Regions from separate parts of the Hordeum vulgare genome. Here region 2 is linked to region 1. A link is a contact called in public Hi-C data. All regions are on one chromosome and are shown on one strand. The core of a region is the stretch at or near the end of the contact, and the rest is flanking DNA. Distances in the headings are between cores, read along the strand shown. Region 1 has its middle 31 kb from the start of LOC123402189. Region 2 holds the start of LOC123402478.

The links. A called contact is a pair of places that touch in the nucleus more often than the background predicts.
Region 2: a contact with region 1 is called in a Hi-C map of seedling, with 2.0 times the contacts expected there. The contact joins the promoter of LOC123402478 here to the enhancer-like site in region 1. A contact is called at or near these places in 2 of 6 Hi-C or Micro-C datasets (leaf and seedling).

Annotation. Positions count from the first base shown.
Region 1 is chr6H:507,817,490-507,825,289 of MorexV3_pseudomolecules_assembly, reverse strand. No RefSeq gene overlaps it. Among protein-coding and RNA genes, the nearest start is that of LOC123402189, 31 kb to the right of the region's middle. Within about 2 kb of position 2,844, at least 2 of the 3 cell types and tissues checked have open chromatin away from gene starts, as enhancers often do. A contact at or near this core is called in seedling, where this site is marked.
Region 2 is chr6H:507,937,535-507,945,334 of MorexV3_pseudomolecules_assembly, reverse strand. LOC123402478 reads right to left here and starts at 5,158. Exons shown (of 1, transcript XM_045096400.1): 1 at 3,229-5,158. The coding sequence starts at 4,078. The coding sequence ends at 3,545.

The DNA of each region.
Region 1 (7,800 bases), core at 1,595-4,094:
GATGCCATCATTACATAAAATACTTACCGTTATCGACCCAAGAGATCTTGTTGCAAAGACAACCTAGTAGCACACACTACGAGACTGAAGAGCTATGCCGACGTCGGCTGTCGGTGTAGGTCTATATCGCGTCGACGTAGGGGTATGCTGACGACCACTATAGCCATAGCCCCATTGGGATCGCAAACATCGATGTATCTCGTCGGTTTAGTTGGCATAGCAATACTGTCGGCATAGTCACCTACGCCGACGGCCGTTGTACAGCCGTCGGCACAGATAGACCATCGGCAACCTTTGCCACATGATGGCAGATGACGGCACCGTCGGCGGGTGCCTTCCGAACCAGAGCGAGACGCATGGCACACCTATGCCGATGGTGTGGTCGTCGGCATACCTCCAGAGCTGAGTCGACGGGGAGGTTGTCGGCGTAGATCTGTTATGTGGCTGTCTGTGGTGTCTCCTGGCACATGACTACGCCGACGGCATAGCCGTCGGTATATCTTCTTTTCTAAAAAAAATTATTGCGGCACACGGCTACGCCGACGTATCTCTACCACGTGGCGACTCCTGGTGCTTCATGGCGCATGGCTACGCCGACATCATAGCCGTAGGCATATCTCCTTTTTTAAAATTTTGTTCTCGTGTTTAATTCAAATACAAAACACATACATACACACACACATATATATACATATATCACAATACATATACACATAATATATATAACATATCCACATCATTATTACCACAAGATAAGTATTACCGTCGCAACATAAGTAAAATCAACACAACATAAGTTGAATCAACAAATATAAGTCGAAACAACGCAACAAAAGTCCATAATAGAGAAGCACGGAAATAGAAGCCACCACCACCACCACCATCTAGAGGCTTAATTGCTAGGACGTCCACCACCAAGTTCGTCACTGCTAGGTCTGATCTCTTTTGTCCATGAATGATGATGAGCGACGACGTCAGCGACAAGAGCAGCAGGAAGCGACGCGTAAAGAGGAGAGGTCGATTAGGTTTTTCGATTGATCGTATATGATCGAGGCTATGTACTGTCTTGCAAAAAACAAACTTTAGGCCACGACTGCCATGAGCCATGGGCTATTGGGATTGTAGCGGGGTGGAGCACCATTAAGTCACTAATTAAGCATGGTTTGTCTAAAGAACTAATTAAGCCTGGTAATTAGTCTTCTGACCGCAAATAATAGACTAACATATGCCACAAAACTTTGAGGGGGCCGACCAATGGGGGGTCTAGCCCCTACTCGACCCCCTATCTCTCCGCCGCTTGTCTAGGTGTATTCTATTTTATTAGCATGTTTTATGAATTTAAATTTGTTTGATAGTTTGTATTTGAATTTTAATATTTATCGGTTAACTATTTGTATTTATATTTTAATATTCGTATTTGCATTTGTGTGTATGTTTAGATACATGCGTTATTTTTTTACTATATCTGTTGAAGCATTACTGCAGCGTATTAAATTTTACAGCACCTGAAAGAGCCAGTGACGTTATTTCGACATTGTTTTTGTTTTTTGAGAGTGCACGTATTTGAGTTGCTCTTACGAGTCACGAGCGGATCGGCCGGTGAGACTCTAACGAGCTTGTCGCATCCGAGGAGATCGGAAGGTGCAATCACAGTTTTTACAGATTACATGAGACCATGATCGCAGTTTTTATAGATTATCAGTTATGTATAATCTCAAGTACAATAACCACGCCTTTTTTAATTAAAATTTGAATACTCCGTCGTTGGCTACTTTGTTCGTTCAGAATGAATTCGCTTGTGCCGCGCACTTGGAAAAGGCCAAGTTAGCAATGCATGGAGTGATTTGTAGAACGATTTATAAAGTACACCTGACGGCCGAGATTGACGGTTCTTCTTTGAAAACAACTACACTTGGGCTGAGCTTCTTCTCTGAAAAGTGAAAACTGACAAACTCATGCAGAGACCATGTAAAGATCATGTTGCAGGTTGCGACCTGTGTGTGACGGCTTTGAAGAGTGGTAGTATACTACTCCGTCAGTCAGTCTTGAAATAACTGTTTCAACTTTGTACTAACTCTAATATAAAATTGTATTAAGCTTAAGACATTTAATTTGGGACGAAGGAAGTAGTATGTAATCCTTCCAATATTGTTATGAGTTAAGACTTTCATCAATCATTGCTCAAAGGTAGTTACAGATGAGAGTCATCAGGGAAAAAAGGACCAGGCACATTCAAGGCCTAATGCATGAGTGCAAGCAATGAGCAAATGATTGTAACGTAATTTAATGCTCTGATTGCCATTTCTAACCAATGCTGTTAGACCGATCGCCCCATCGCTCTGAATCACACAAGGCTAACTGCCTAACTCCATAGTGCGAAAGATAAGATGAATCATACACAACACTTGCGCCGTTCTTTGCGAATACGATGGCGACACACGCATCAGGAGAACAGATTAATTTACTGTCTCTGCAGTTTCTAGAATCCGGAGCCCACCCTTATAACAACAGGTTTCGCTGTTCGATGATGATCCCGCTGGCGGGCGCTCCATCTAAGCTTCTACTCCCTCGGTCGTACAATATGAGAGCATTTTTTACACTACACTAACGTTTGCAGGGGGGAGCAGGAATCTTCCATCGAAAGCATTTGCAGCAGAGGGATGTTTCCATCATCAATCCTTCATCCGCTCGTGTCGATTTCCATGTGATAAACGGACTATTTCAGCATGTGATGTCTTGATTGGTTTTGCTCTATGATGAAATCCACGAAGTGGTATATCATCGAATGATTTCTTATGTGATGCGCCCCATCTCCTCCGTTAGGTGAGCCGTGGCTTTCGGAGGATCTGGAACTCTACAGTATAGATGTCTAGAGAGGTCCTGAGTTATGGGCGACGGATGACAACGTAGCTAAGCTAGCAAGCAAGGTGCCAAATTGTTCGTGGAAACATTCCAGTGCATAGCTTTCAGCGTGTCTAATATTTTTTTGCCTTTTGAGATAGAGCATTCCCATGCCTGTCAAGACTGTTACAGGCAGCCCCGTTCCTGTTTATGTCAAGAATTAAACCGAATGGATTCTTGCAGCATAGCTTCAAATCGAGCCTGCAAAGCTTCACAATGAACTCACCAAAAACCATATTGCACATGGCGCTTCCCCCTAGCCTGTCGGCGTTGCGGGTTCGCGATCTCTGCGTGGAAAAAGATGCATGTCAAGATAATCGATCCATTTTGCCGGAATAGATGGATGGCTACCTTGCGATCGAAGCATCGCATTTGCAGGACCTTAGGCGCAAGGTTGCATTCGTTTGGACCGACCTTCCATGAGAGATCGGTCCCGCGATCGGAAAATGCAGCACTCCATTTGCTAGCTTCCAAACAAAAACACATTTGGGATCGATTTAAGTGGATGGACCACTTCTTTGTTGGGGTTTCTTTTTCCTCCACCCTTCGTTCCTTTTAATCTACACCGCCTCCACAATAAGCCAGCAAAATAATTGCCTAGGCAGTTAGCACTAACGAAGTGACGATCGATGTGAAAAAACCCACTCACGTCGCTCTCGACCGATCCTCCGGAAGATGACGCATCATGCAATCTCTTCATTTTTGTTACCACTTTGCATCTGAAAGCGTGATCCTTTGCCGCGCGTATTGTCAAATCGCCGCTACACGATCTTCTCATTGCTTATTGTAAATTACTAGCAGCTGACGTTACCATCGACCTGACGATGAAGACATCATATAATGCATTGCAGGAGCACATGATGCTTCTCCATGACGATCCATGAGCTTAATTAATAAAGCCGCCCGACAAAACGGGCACCTATGCGTTACCAAAAATGCTTAAATACGAGGTGAGCAGCTCGCTCCTTTCTCCTAGACATGTGCGGTTTAATCAAGAAACTTATACTAGGATACCCATAGCTCTCGGTTGGCCACCAAGGTTTAGTGTCCATTCCACTCGCCGATGCGCACTTGTGAGCGACAGGAAGCATAATTTAATTTACGTCGTCTGATTTCGCTGCTTATTGCTGAATACTCGAGCATCATTGTGCCTGCCCGTGCCCGCGGCCTGAATATTTTAGCGCCTCGAAGAAACAATATCCCGACTGTTCCAGGTTCCATCATTGTCTGCACATATATATCCAACTAGTTCAGGGATCAGTGTGGATAGATAGAAGATGTAGAATAGTAGGCTTGGAAGGAATTGGTGGACGTGCCTCCGTTGTGGAGAGCACCCACCCATGGCACTCGCCAGGCTCCGCTTCTGTCCGGCTACAGGCCCCGACTGTTCCCGCATGGGACGGGGCATTGTCTTCTTCCCCTAGCTAGACTGCACGCGCACGCGCGCACAGCATATTGCATGTTTGATTCTGCTGATTGATAATCGCAACTTGCGAGCGCTGGTCGCCCGCCCCTGAATGCTGCTCCTGTGCTCCATGACGTACGCCATGCTTGTTTCACGAGCCGTAAATTTATGCACACGCGCGCGCACACGCTTGTTTCAGTTTTTTAACAACCGGTACGTACGCATGCAGGCTGCGGCCATGGATATATGTACTGATGAATCGCGTCAAGGATATGTACTGATGTATGTATCGAGCGTGAACGGATTGAAAGTTGGTGCTCTGTTCGATCCGGCTGCGTGCCGAATGCATGCATGATCGTAGTCGGGAGGTTGGATGCTAGCTAGCGAGCTGTCGATGGGAACCGACGGACCGTCGAAGCTGTTTGGGTGTCGTCTGGGCATGGTTGTTGCGGTGCAGATGTTGATCACGGTCCCTGTCCGCGATCACGTCGTCGACTGCAACACAACACGGAGGCGGAGCCCTCGTTCAAGCTGGCTGGTGACCTCGCCTCAGCCCGGTGGCCGGCCATCGACGGACGCTGCCATGGGCACCGCTCCAAGGCCCCAGGAGAAGAACTGCACACCCGCCCCGTTGCAGTCCACTCGTGGTAGAGTAGTACGTTCGTGCCTTTTTATTTTAATTTTTTGTAAAACGAAGACTCGTACGAGTCCGGTTTTAAATTAACAAAGCCATCAGGATTACAACTGCCGTCAACTTACGAGGTACGTCCAGAGCTCGGCAGAGGTGATCAGGTGATGGAGTGTGGTACTCCTATTATGCATTTACGCCATGCGTGCGGTGGTGTCCGAGTGAGGGTGGCGCTGACGATGCGGCACCGAGCGCGACGGTACGTACGCCTGGCCGAGAGCGCTCGACGATCGCTTTCGGGGCATTCATCGGGCTGCATGGACGCATATGCCGGACGGCGACGTGGTGATCGATCAAGCCGAGCGCGGCCCTCTTCCAGGAAAGCTCAGGCGAGAAACCCGTCGCCGTCCGGCCCGGTACGCGCTGTACAGCGTAAAAGATGCTGTCGGGGGGGCATGCACATTTACGACGGAGACGGAGACGGAGGCGTACCATCCATCACATGGCCCCGCAAATTTCGCCAGCATCTAGCTCATGTCGCCAGCGATGCACCTCATGCACGGCCGGCGCTCATCTCTTTCACCATGAGAGGAACAGAAACGCCGCTGCGGTCGAAGGATTTGATTTCCTCCCCGGCCTCTCGCTGTTCGCCGGTGGCTCGACTGCTCGAGTAGTAATGGCTGGCTGACAGGGTGAGAAGCGTGCGTGCGTGCATGGGTCGGTTGCTATTGCATGCATGCATGCACTGCGGTAGAAGTGTAGACGACGGTGAACGTGGGAAGCAGCAGCAGTATCGGCATGATACCGACGTTGTTTTATGTGCAGACTAGATCAGAATTCAGAGGCCATATGCCCATCCTCTTTCAGCGCTTGCTTCCGGTGTTCCTCTCTCTGACATGCGAGTGGACGTGACAAAGCAATGGGGGCCGGGGTCCAGGTGCGTCGAGAAAGACGGGATGGAAATGGCCCAGGTCTGTCGGGGCAATATTACTCGGTTTTTCAGTGGTTTCATGGCTGCGTCTGCACGGTAACTAGGCCGAGCAGAGGAGGCCGAAAGTCCGTTGGGGGCCCAGGCGCTGTTGGGTAGGCCGGCAGCCCCGGAAGCTGTCGTGGGCTCTCGCGCGAGCCAGTCCAGCCGTTCTCGTCCAAGCTCCAAACAGGGCGCCGTCGCTGCCTCTCCTTGACCTCCGGCGCCGCGCTGTCGCTGACAGCGGTGCCGGCGAGGCCAGCCGCCTTGGCGTCACGCGACCGCCACCTTCGGCGTGCGAATAGTCGTGATGTTGGCCGCGCGATGTGCTGTTAATTACTGTACGCGTTGCCGTGTTTGGTGTGGGCGCCATGACAGGGCAGGCATGGAGAGCGGCCGCGGCTGCGAAGCCTCCAACGAACCACGAGCGCCCATAGCGACCGGCGGCAGCCGCTGTCGTGGAGCGCGAGGGCCTTGTCGTCCGCGCAGGAACCGCCCATGGGAGCTGCTCGCCCCGCTGTGCGGCCACGGCGCCCATGCGCGCGAGGCATCCGGATTAGCGACGGACATAACAGGGGATCGAGCGAGCACCGCGCCAAGACCGGATCATGCCATGCGTCCGTGTCAGCGCGATCGGGCGTGTCCGGATGATCGACGCGGTGCACGCCGAGGACGCTTGGCGTTGGCGAGGCTCGAGGTCGATGCATGGCCCCGTGGTGACCGTGGGTGATCGGAAGCTGCCACACGGAGGCGCCCGCTCGGCTCACTGCTCGGGCACAGTTCAAGTTGCCGGCCCGGGTAAGAGGAAACTGACGCGAGGAAACGGCATGGCGCGGTGTGACATGTCTCTGCGTACGCGTCCGTGTCAGCGCGTGTCAGAGGAGGGCATGCATGCATGCGATCGTTCAACGCCCATGGTCTCGCAGTGCGATCATCATCAGATGCTCGATCGGACCACGGGCAAGTCCCAGTGACACTGATGGATGGGTCGATGCGGGTCAGAGAAAGAACTGCAAGTGCAAAAGCCGCACCTCCCGTATATGTGGTGACTGTGGTTTGCTGCGACGGTTACTGCTGCAAGCGTGGGCATGGCGGGGCGGGGCACCCTCAGACGAGGACGACGGGCGTCCCCACGTGCCGGCGGTGTCGGGCACCGGCACCTTTTGCCGAAAGGGGGCCAATGCAGGAGCAGAACTGGACCGAGGCAGCCTCCGGAGCGAAAAGGCAAATCCATGTGCGCGCGCGCGCGCCGCCGTGCTGGCCGACGCCGGGAGAGCGAAAGCCCCGCGACCGTAGCCGTACTGGTGCGCGCCGGCGAGACGGGCGAGCAACGCTGGCCTCTACACAGCTCTGCATGTCGGGACGTGGCCATGGACCATCAACCGCGACGCCTTCTCTGTGCTTTGTGGTTCGTACCGTATCGAAGCACCGAAGTGTACAGCGGTGGCGACGCGTGTACGATTGCGCTTATCCTCTTCCTCGGCGATCCGATTCTGATCTTCGCGGCCATGATGAGAGTGCCCTCACGGGCTGCCCATCTTGGCCTGCCCCTCCATGCAGGCGCACCATCATGAGCTCTCTGACGGCGGCCTCTCGATGGCTATTCTTCTATCCCTCTCGCCTTCTCCGGTCGATCCGTCGTCCATGGCTGGTCGCGTCCCCTTTGCATTGGGCCCGACGGATGCAAGTCCCGCTCGTGTCTGGAATCTCTGGACCGGCCGGGTAATCCAGCGCATCCGACGAAGTGTCCTTGCTGTTGCCGCGCACGAAAGTTTCGCTCGCCAGATCGGTCCGCTAGCTTTGGGACAACCGTACGTGTCTATGTTAACATCTTATTATCGGGCGCGCATGATGCATCCCCATCATTTCGTGTTGCCAAGAGCATCTAATCGGGCGCCA
Region 2 (7,800 bases), core at 3,909-6,408, 120 kb before region 1:
GCTCTAATGAGGCAAATGTTGGATACGGACGAGGCCGCTATTCTAAGCCTGGGCTCATGGAGACCCATGCATGAACAGTAAATTCATCAAAAAAACATTTATCCAAAATGGTTGAATGCGCAAGGTGCGTGCAAATTTTATGGTGTTCAGAAATTCAAGGAGATCATGGCAAGTAGAAAAACAAAAAATTGCTCTCGAAGAAACTTTGGAAAGTTGCCCTCATTAGGCCGAACTTGTTTTTATGAGCTTCTCAAAATGTTATTTGAGCATGAAAATTTGCACGCTTCTAGAAAACTCGACCATCTTAAGTGTAAACGAAATTAGTTTTTATGTTTGTTATTTTTCCTGAATTTATTGTCCATCAGGGTATGTGAGCCTAGACTCGGACGTGGATCAGCGGGATGTGGTCAAGCGACAATAGACCAAAAATGGAGTAAAGAAGAAGTGTCCCAAAAACCATACCTTAGGGGTCAAATAAACCTATTTCACGTAGCAACGACCTCACTTCCTCTCCTGTTATATAAGTTTTAGCCCTGTTTGGATATTACTTCATCCGTTTTAAAATAAATATCTCAACTTTGTATTAATTAATTATAAAATTGTACTCCTTCTATAAACTAATATAAGACTTTAGATAACGAAAATAGTGATCTAAACGCTTTTATATTAGTTTACGGAGGAGTATTAAATTTGTCCCTTATTTTTGGATGGAGAAATTAGTATTTTAAAGAAATGCGTTCACAAGCCACTATCAACGTCGAATAAACTGCAGCTGTCGACGCCATCTGGGACACATGCCAGATCTCAGGCGTGTTTGCCGCCTTGTCAGGGATCCGATCAGGGTGTTTGCCTGCACGAGCACATGGTTAATTAAACTGTTGCCAGAATGCTCTTACCGTTAATTTCTTTCAGTGCCATCCTCTCTAGCCGTTGCTCCCATTCATGCTCTGCATCTGCTTATGTTTACTGAAATTGTAGCTCCGTCCCGCTGTTCATCCCATCGTGTCTGCAAGTATTCGGCATCCAAATCCAAATCCCGCCATCTTCTGCATATTGCGCCCCAGATGGTGATTGCCAGGTTTCTGGCTGCACTCGGGATTTTTATAATGCTGTCACCTGATAGATTAATACTGACATAATATCTGATAGTGGAAAGCTGTTAATGGTGTAGAACAGTGCAAGTTCTATACGTTATTATATTATGATACCCAGCACACTTAATCAGACAGCAAGAAGAGGTGACAACTGACAGCCCTCCACACACCCATGCTGATTAAACAACCGGAGATGCCGACAATAATTCCAGCACTTTGCTTTTGAGATGTGAGCTGCTACTACTACTACTCCTAGTCTACTAAATTATTTGTGTGGAAATGATTAGTGTTCAACTACTAGGATGAACATACCATGCCATGCCAAATGCCCACCCAGCTACTGCAATCATCAACCAGATGCTGATACGGCAGTGCATCACCATTGTTTACACCATAGTTTTCAGTAGCTGCTGTTAGTTGTCATATCTGATGATATGATACAGCTTATGATATATACTTTCTGTTTAAAAGCAAGGCTCGTCCCTTACAAAATCTGATGGCACAACACTCAGCACAGCAGTGCAACACCTCAGAAAGGCCAAAGCCCTGAGACTAGGATTATTATTCCTCTGTATGATTGAAATGGACAGAGCATTTCATGAGCTCGTCACAGCCGTGGGTCATGACAAAGTTAAGATGCTACTACTACATATTCCCCTCTACCTAAATAATTGTAGTTGAGAAGAAATAGAGAGAATACATTCATACCGTGATTATGATTGATGAGTATGGCGTATGGTTTTCATATTGCCAAAGCTGGTCTACATACTCCAGGAAGAAACCCACTTTGGGCTGATGGAGGCTTCATTGCACAAACCATTCAAAGTGGATGATGCGGAGTAGTTTGTAGGTCTTAATAAAACAAACTTTTTTAATATCAAATTTACAATGTCGTGAGGATGACAAATTCCTTCAGGAAGCATAGCAAATTCTGAAAAATAACAGATTTACCATGTGTTGCTGAAGAAATTGACATCTGTGGAACACAAATTGCCATGAAGAACGTTTGAATGGTCCGGGGCGTTTGCTAAGAAATACTGGACGGTTGGAGGTATGTCTGAATTGGATACGGCGGTCCATGATTCCCTCCCTTCCCTTCAAGGAGAATATCATACGGAAACCAACATTAGATGAAAACCGGTGAAAACTACTCCCTCTATCCATATATATATGGTCTAATGCGTTTTTCGAGGCTAACTTTGACCATATGTTAGAGCAATAATATATGACATGCAAGTTACACAAAGCGTATTTTCAAATTCGTATGTGAAAGGAGCTTTCAAGGATATAATTTTTACATTATACATTTCATATACTATTAATCTTATCAATAGTCAAACGCAATCTCGAAAAATGCATTAGGCCCTATATATATGGACGAAGGGAGTATAAAAAAAAATATGTTTTGAAGTTTTGAAGAAAAAACTGAAACAAATATTGCATGTTAAGAGGATGATGTTTTATTGCCACGCAAAATCAGCTTTGAATAATGTCAAATAGTAATGTCACCATTCAAGGCTAAAATTTATCTTTTCCGTAGCTCACATCTTCTAATGTGTTTCAACTTAAAATTTTATGTGACAATAAAACATCATCATCTTAATATTCCATAGTTTTAGTTTTTTTGAAACTTTACGATATGATTTTTATAATTTTTTTATTTAATATTGATTTCCGTATGATATTCTCCCTTTCTCTTCAGGTCACGGTTCTCGCCATGATTTCACATCAATTCTCTCCTCCAATTTACAGCGAGGAGTACGATCCCTCATCCATCCTTCACATGCGTGGAGCCGTGGAACCCCTCCAAAAGGGGGGACATGCGTCACAAGATGGCCGCCGTCTCGTGTAAGACGTGCACGGTCGCGACAAGCATCTCTATCCTGGCTCTCGAACGCCTCCAGCCCAAGGTCTCCCGTCGTTTCTTGGGTCGCAATCAGTCCCAGCTGGAGCACGCCAAGCTTTCAGAATTCGGGTCAAAATTCCTTTTCCTCTTCTTCTTGCCAATCGCGCAAGTTTCCGGCCGGACACTCAACTTTGTTTATGCAAAACAACGGCGAAATTGCTAATGCGACACCAAGAAGTCACCGACCAACCATTCGCGAGATCAAAAAGAATAAATTATCAGCCGTAATTGGGGACAAAACTTGGATTAAGTATGAATGACAACGAATGTAGCAGTCGCTTCTCCTCTTCTTCTTTGTTTTTCTTTGTACAGTGGGGGGAACATCATCAATCAATCATGGGAGCAGGGGGAGGGGGAGAAAGAACTGGAAGAAAGAAGAAAGAAACGAATCCCCATCCATCCAGTCCCCATGGAACCGAACCATCCGAGAAAAGGCCGCCATCTTTTTGCCACGCTTTGAGAGTTTGACCACCATCGTCGTCGAGCGATTATACCTTTCCTTTTCCTGTGGCGCGATCGGGGAGGAAGGGGGGCGGAGGAGCGGTCAGGCGTCGGCGGGAGGCGGGCGGAAGAGCGGCGGCGCGTCGCGGCCGCCGAGGTCCATGGAGGACTTGGCGGAGGAGGGCGGGGCGGCGAAGCGGGAGGAGAAGTCGCGGTAGCCGCCGGCGTGGTCGCCGGGGTCGGGGGTGGCGCCGTGGCCCTCGTCGAAGTTGAGCGCGTAGCTGAGCGCGTCGTAGTTGAGCTTGCGGCCGCCGAAGGCGTGGTGCGGGCGCGGGCCGGGCCCGCGGCCGAAGCGCCGGATGAAGGTCTTCCAGCGCGGCCCCGCCGCCAGCTCCGACCACTCCCGCACCTTGAGCATGGCGTCCACCGCGCCCTGCCACCAGTGCTCCTCCTCCGCCCCCAGCGTCGCCGCACCCGCACCCGCACCCGCCCCGCCGACGCGCTGGTGGGAGAGGGCGGAGGACGAGGAGGAGGAGGGCCAGCAGGGGAAGCAGCAGCACCGGCTGCCCCGGCGCGCGAAGAAGGCCGCCTCCGCCTCGTCGGCCGCGCCGCCGCCGTGGTCGTGGTCGGCGTCCATCGCCTCGCCGCGGGTGTGGATCGTGGATGGATGGAGATGAAACCCCCGCGCCGCCGAGCCGAACCTGTCGTTGGGTTTCTTTGCGGCTGTGCGTTTCTTTGGTCTCTTGTGCAGTTGCGCTGTGGCGTGCGGGCTTTTTATTGGGCGCCGCCCGCGGGCGGGCCGTGGGTGGGATGGTGGAGTCAACGGTAGGCGCGGCTGGCTGACGTGGGCCGGAAACCGCGGGGCCCTGATATCTATTGCTTCCAACGTTTTTTTTTGTTTTTTTTGGAGAATTCTTGGTTCCAACGTTATTATCCGTGTGAGAGACCGGCTGACACGCTTGCTTTTCCTTCAGATTACTCGTCTAGTTCTTAAAAAAAAAGATTAGTAGTATTCGTCTTTACTGTCCACTTGACTAGCGATAAACATGACACGGTCCTTCCTAGTACGACTACCAGGCCCGATCAACATGCTGTGCATCTTCTGTCGTTATTATTATCTCTATACATCCGTAGAGTCGGAGAAACGTTCAGCTTCAGCCCGTGTTTTTGCATCTATGAATGTATGTATGTATGGCTTCGCGGTTGTTTCTGAATCCTGACGGCGATCGGTAATAGTGCGTTATTAGTCACAATGAGGTTCACTCTATCCTTTGTTATCCGGAAGGAAATATCGGACTGTCTGTTCTTTTTTTGCTTTGATGAAGTGCGCAGGGAAAGGGAAATCGGAATGGATCGGAACGACAGCGCGGACACACACGGAGGGACGAAGCTGGCTGGGCCGGGACACATCCGGGTCGGGCGGCCGCGAACGAGATCTTGCTGCTGACGGTCGTGCGAAGCGGTTCCAACTGCGTGCCGGGTCCTCGACATGCCATTTGCGCTGCGAACGGCCTGCGGATTTCGCCGGCACCAGGTTTTGCTTGCAGCTGCATGGCCTCTGGCACTGTACTGTTGATTAAGAAATTGATTTCTCTTTCTGTGTGTGTGGAACTAAGGAATTGATTTCTCTTTCTGTGTGTGTGGAATTAAGGAATTGATTTCGCTCATAGGCAGCAGGATAATTGCACTGCTGGCTGTACCTGTACCTGTATCTGCACGTGACAGGGTTTTTTCGGGTCACATAGCTGTCTATCTTTTTGGTGCTTTTTTATCTTTCTGATTGATGGTTGATTGAGAGTGTCTATCTTTTGGTGTTAGTTGCATACGATTAGGTGGAACGCTTAATTATGCAGACCAGGGTTGGTCTATCTTCGTGTTCAGGCGAAATAGCAGCATGGATTCCTTGTGGCCGCAGCTCCAGGCTCGAAGCCGATCACGGCGAATTGGTTGTGTATCTATCCGTTCAAGTATCCATTCGATCGTGGTTGTCGATTCTTCTTTGTGGATTGAATTGATGATCAGGATTTACTTTAGTCTTGGATGTAGAGAGGATTTGAGAAAGGACTGCTATTGACCGCCCCACCTCAAAAGTAAAAGAACGAAAACACATGGGACCTGGGTCGAGCGTGCATGTTTGGATAAGATCGACCTATCGACCAGCAATGGGCCACACCAAGCCATGGAGTAGCCATCGTACTACAACCGACCCTCTTATATGTTCGCAGACGCGTCTGGTTAGTGGTTGGACCTCTCATATTGTTTTTATATGTTCGAGCTGTTCGCCAATCCTCATATTCATCTTAAATATGGAGAGGATATGAGGGCTTGCGGACGCGTCCGGGTGTCTAGTCAATCCATCACATAAGACACGACCTCATGCTAGACCATATTTTTCTTTTTTTATTCATTCTTTTCTTTCTCTCTCTTCCTCTTCACCAATCACGTGCAAGTGACGTGACATATGAGGAAGAAAATAAAGAGTATGACTGCGCGGACGAACAAATAGGAGACACGCCCAGTCACTGACAGGACGCGTCCGCTGACGTTTAGGGGGGTCATATTTGTAATGTCTGGCTGTAGATGTTTTAAGCTTCCCTAAAATAAAATATAAACTATGTGAAAGTTAGCTCAAAAATCACACAAGAAAAACTTCTACGGAGTCATTATTTGGCAGCCTCCATAACCAATGGCGGGGCTTGAACCAAAATAAGGGGGGAGGGAGAGGGGGGATTGAGCTCCACTGTCTTAGGGCAGGTGCATCTGGATGCATGACATGTGAGACCAACAGTTGGCTGTCCCACATGTTACAGACCCAAAGGCAGATAACGTTATGGTATTGAAGCAACCTTCGAAGGGGGGAGGCGTGGCAAAGAGAGTTAGGGAGATTACAGAAGCCATAAGATTAGCATTAGGGCAAGCTTATCATTAATAATATTTCTCATGAAACGATGAGTCGTGATCCTCCTTGGTCATGCCAACGCTCCGCCAGTGTCCGCAATGTTATATAAAGCATGCTTCATAATGTTTTGGAGGTCGGGATATGGAGGACAGGTAGATTGGCCAAAAGGGGATGATCAAATTATGGCCTCTGCCATGTATGCAAGCACGAGCACGAATTAGTTGACCGCCTCATCTTCAAGTGTCATTTCTCCCTTAGCCTTTGGAACCTAATCAAGGATTGATTGCAAATTGGATGCTTCGAGAACTCTACTAGCACTTGAAGTGTTCAATCAAAGGTTGGTGGATTCAATATTATTTCTCATATAGAAAAGTACTCATGCCTTTTCTATTGTTGCATCACATAGAATTTACAATGTTCTTGTCAATTTCTAGGTTTATTCATAATATTACATTGTACAAGTTACTCATTCTCTTGATTATAGATTGAACTTCCAATAAACTGATCAATGCACTGAGCTACATATAGGTTTTCCCCTAAATATGTTTGATGAATTGATATAAAAGGAAACACATCATTCCTAGTACCTTTTCTAATATAATAATGACAAGCCATTAAAGTGGTACACACATCCATTGCAAATAATGACTTAACACATGATTTTTACGTAATCAACCTCTAGCCTATTTCTCCTTCAGTAAGCCCTACATTAACAACAACACCACATAGTTGTCTCGAGCATTTTAATAGAAAATCAAATAAAGTAGCTCATGAACTTGCCAATTTAGCTAAATTTTATTTCATTTCAGAATGGTTCGAGGAGCGTAGTAATGATATTTTACCAATTCTCATGAACGATGTAATGGTTATTTCTAATGAATAAATCTTAATTTTATTTCAAGAAAAAGTTGTTCGGAACATCATGATCCCCCCACCCACATGAAGTTACTAAGAATTTTTCACAAGTGAGACACCTAAAAAACACAATGGAATTATCACCCAAACAGAGGTAGGGTAAGTTGGTTATAAACCATTCCCTCGAGTCATTTACACGAGCTAGTTTGTCCCTCATGCTAGGACACTACTTCAATTAGTATTTACTAGCACGATGCTCGTGCGTTGCCACGGAACCATTTGCTTTGAGGTGGTGAAATAACGTTGGCATCCTTTTATGACCATTGCGTGATTTATGATTAGAAAAGATAGCAATAATACAGTGAGAGACATGCAACATCAAAGAATTTTATATGACCATAGTAGATTGGGAAGAGAACTAACCAAGATCGATTTTGAGCTGAAGTCACATTATGTCTGTTATTTGTGCCTTTTACAAAAAGGGCTGGTCTCATATGAAAGTACTGCATTTGTTTATTTATGACATGTCTCACATGTGAGTAAGGTATATTTGTTTATATGCCTCTTAGAAGGTTGTTAGTTCCATATGTGGGGATGTGTGTTTT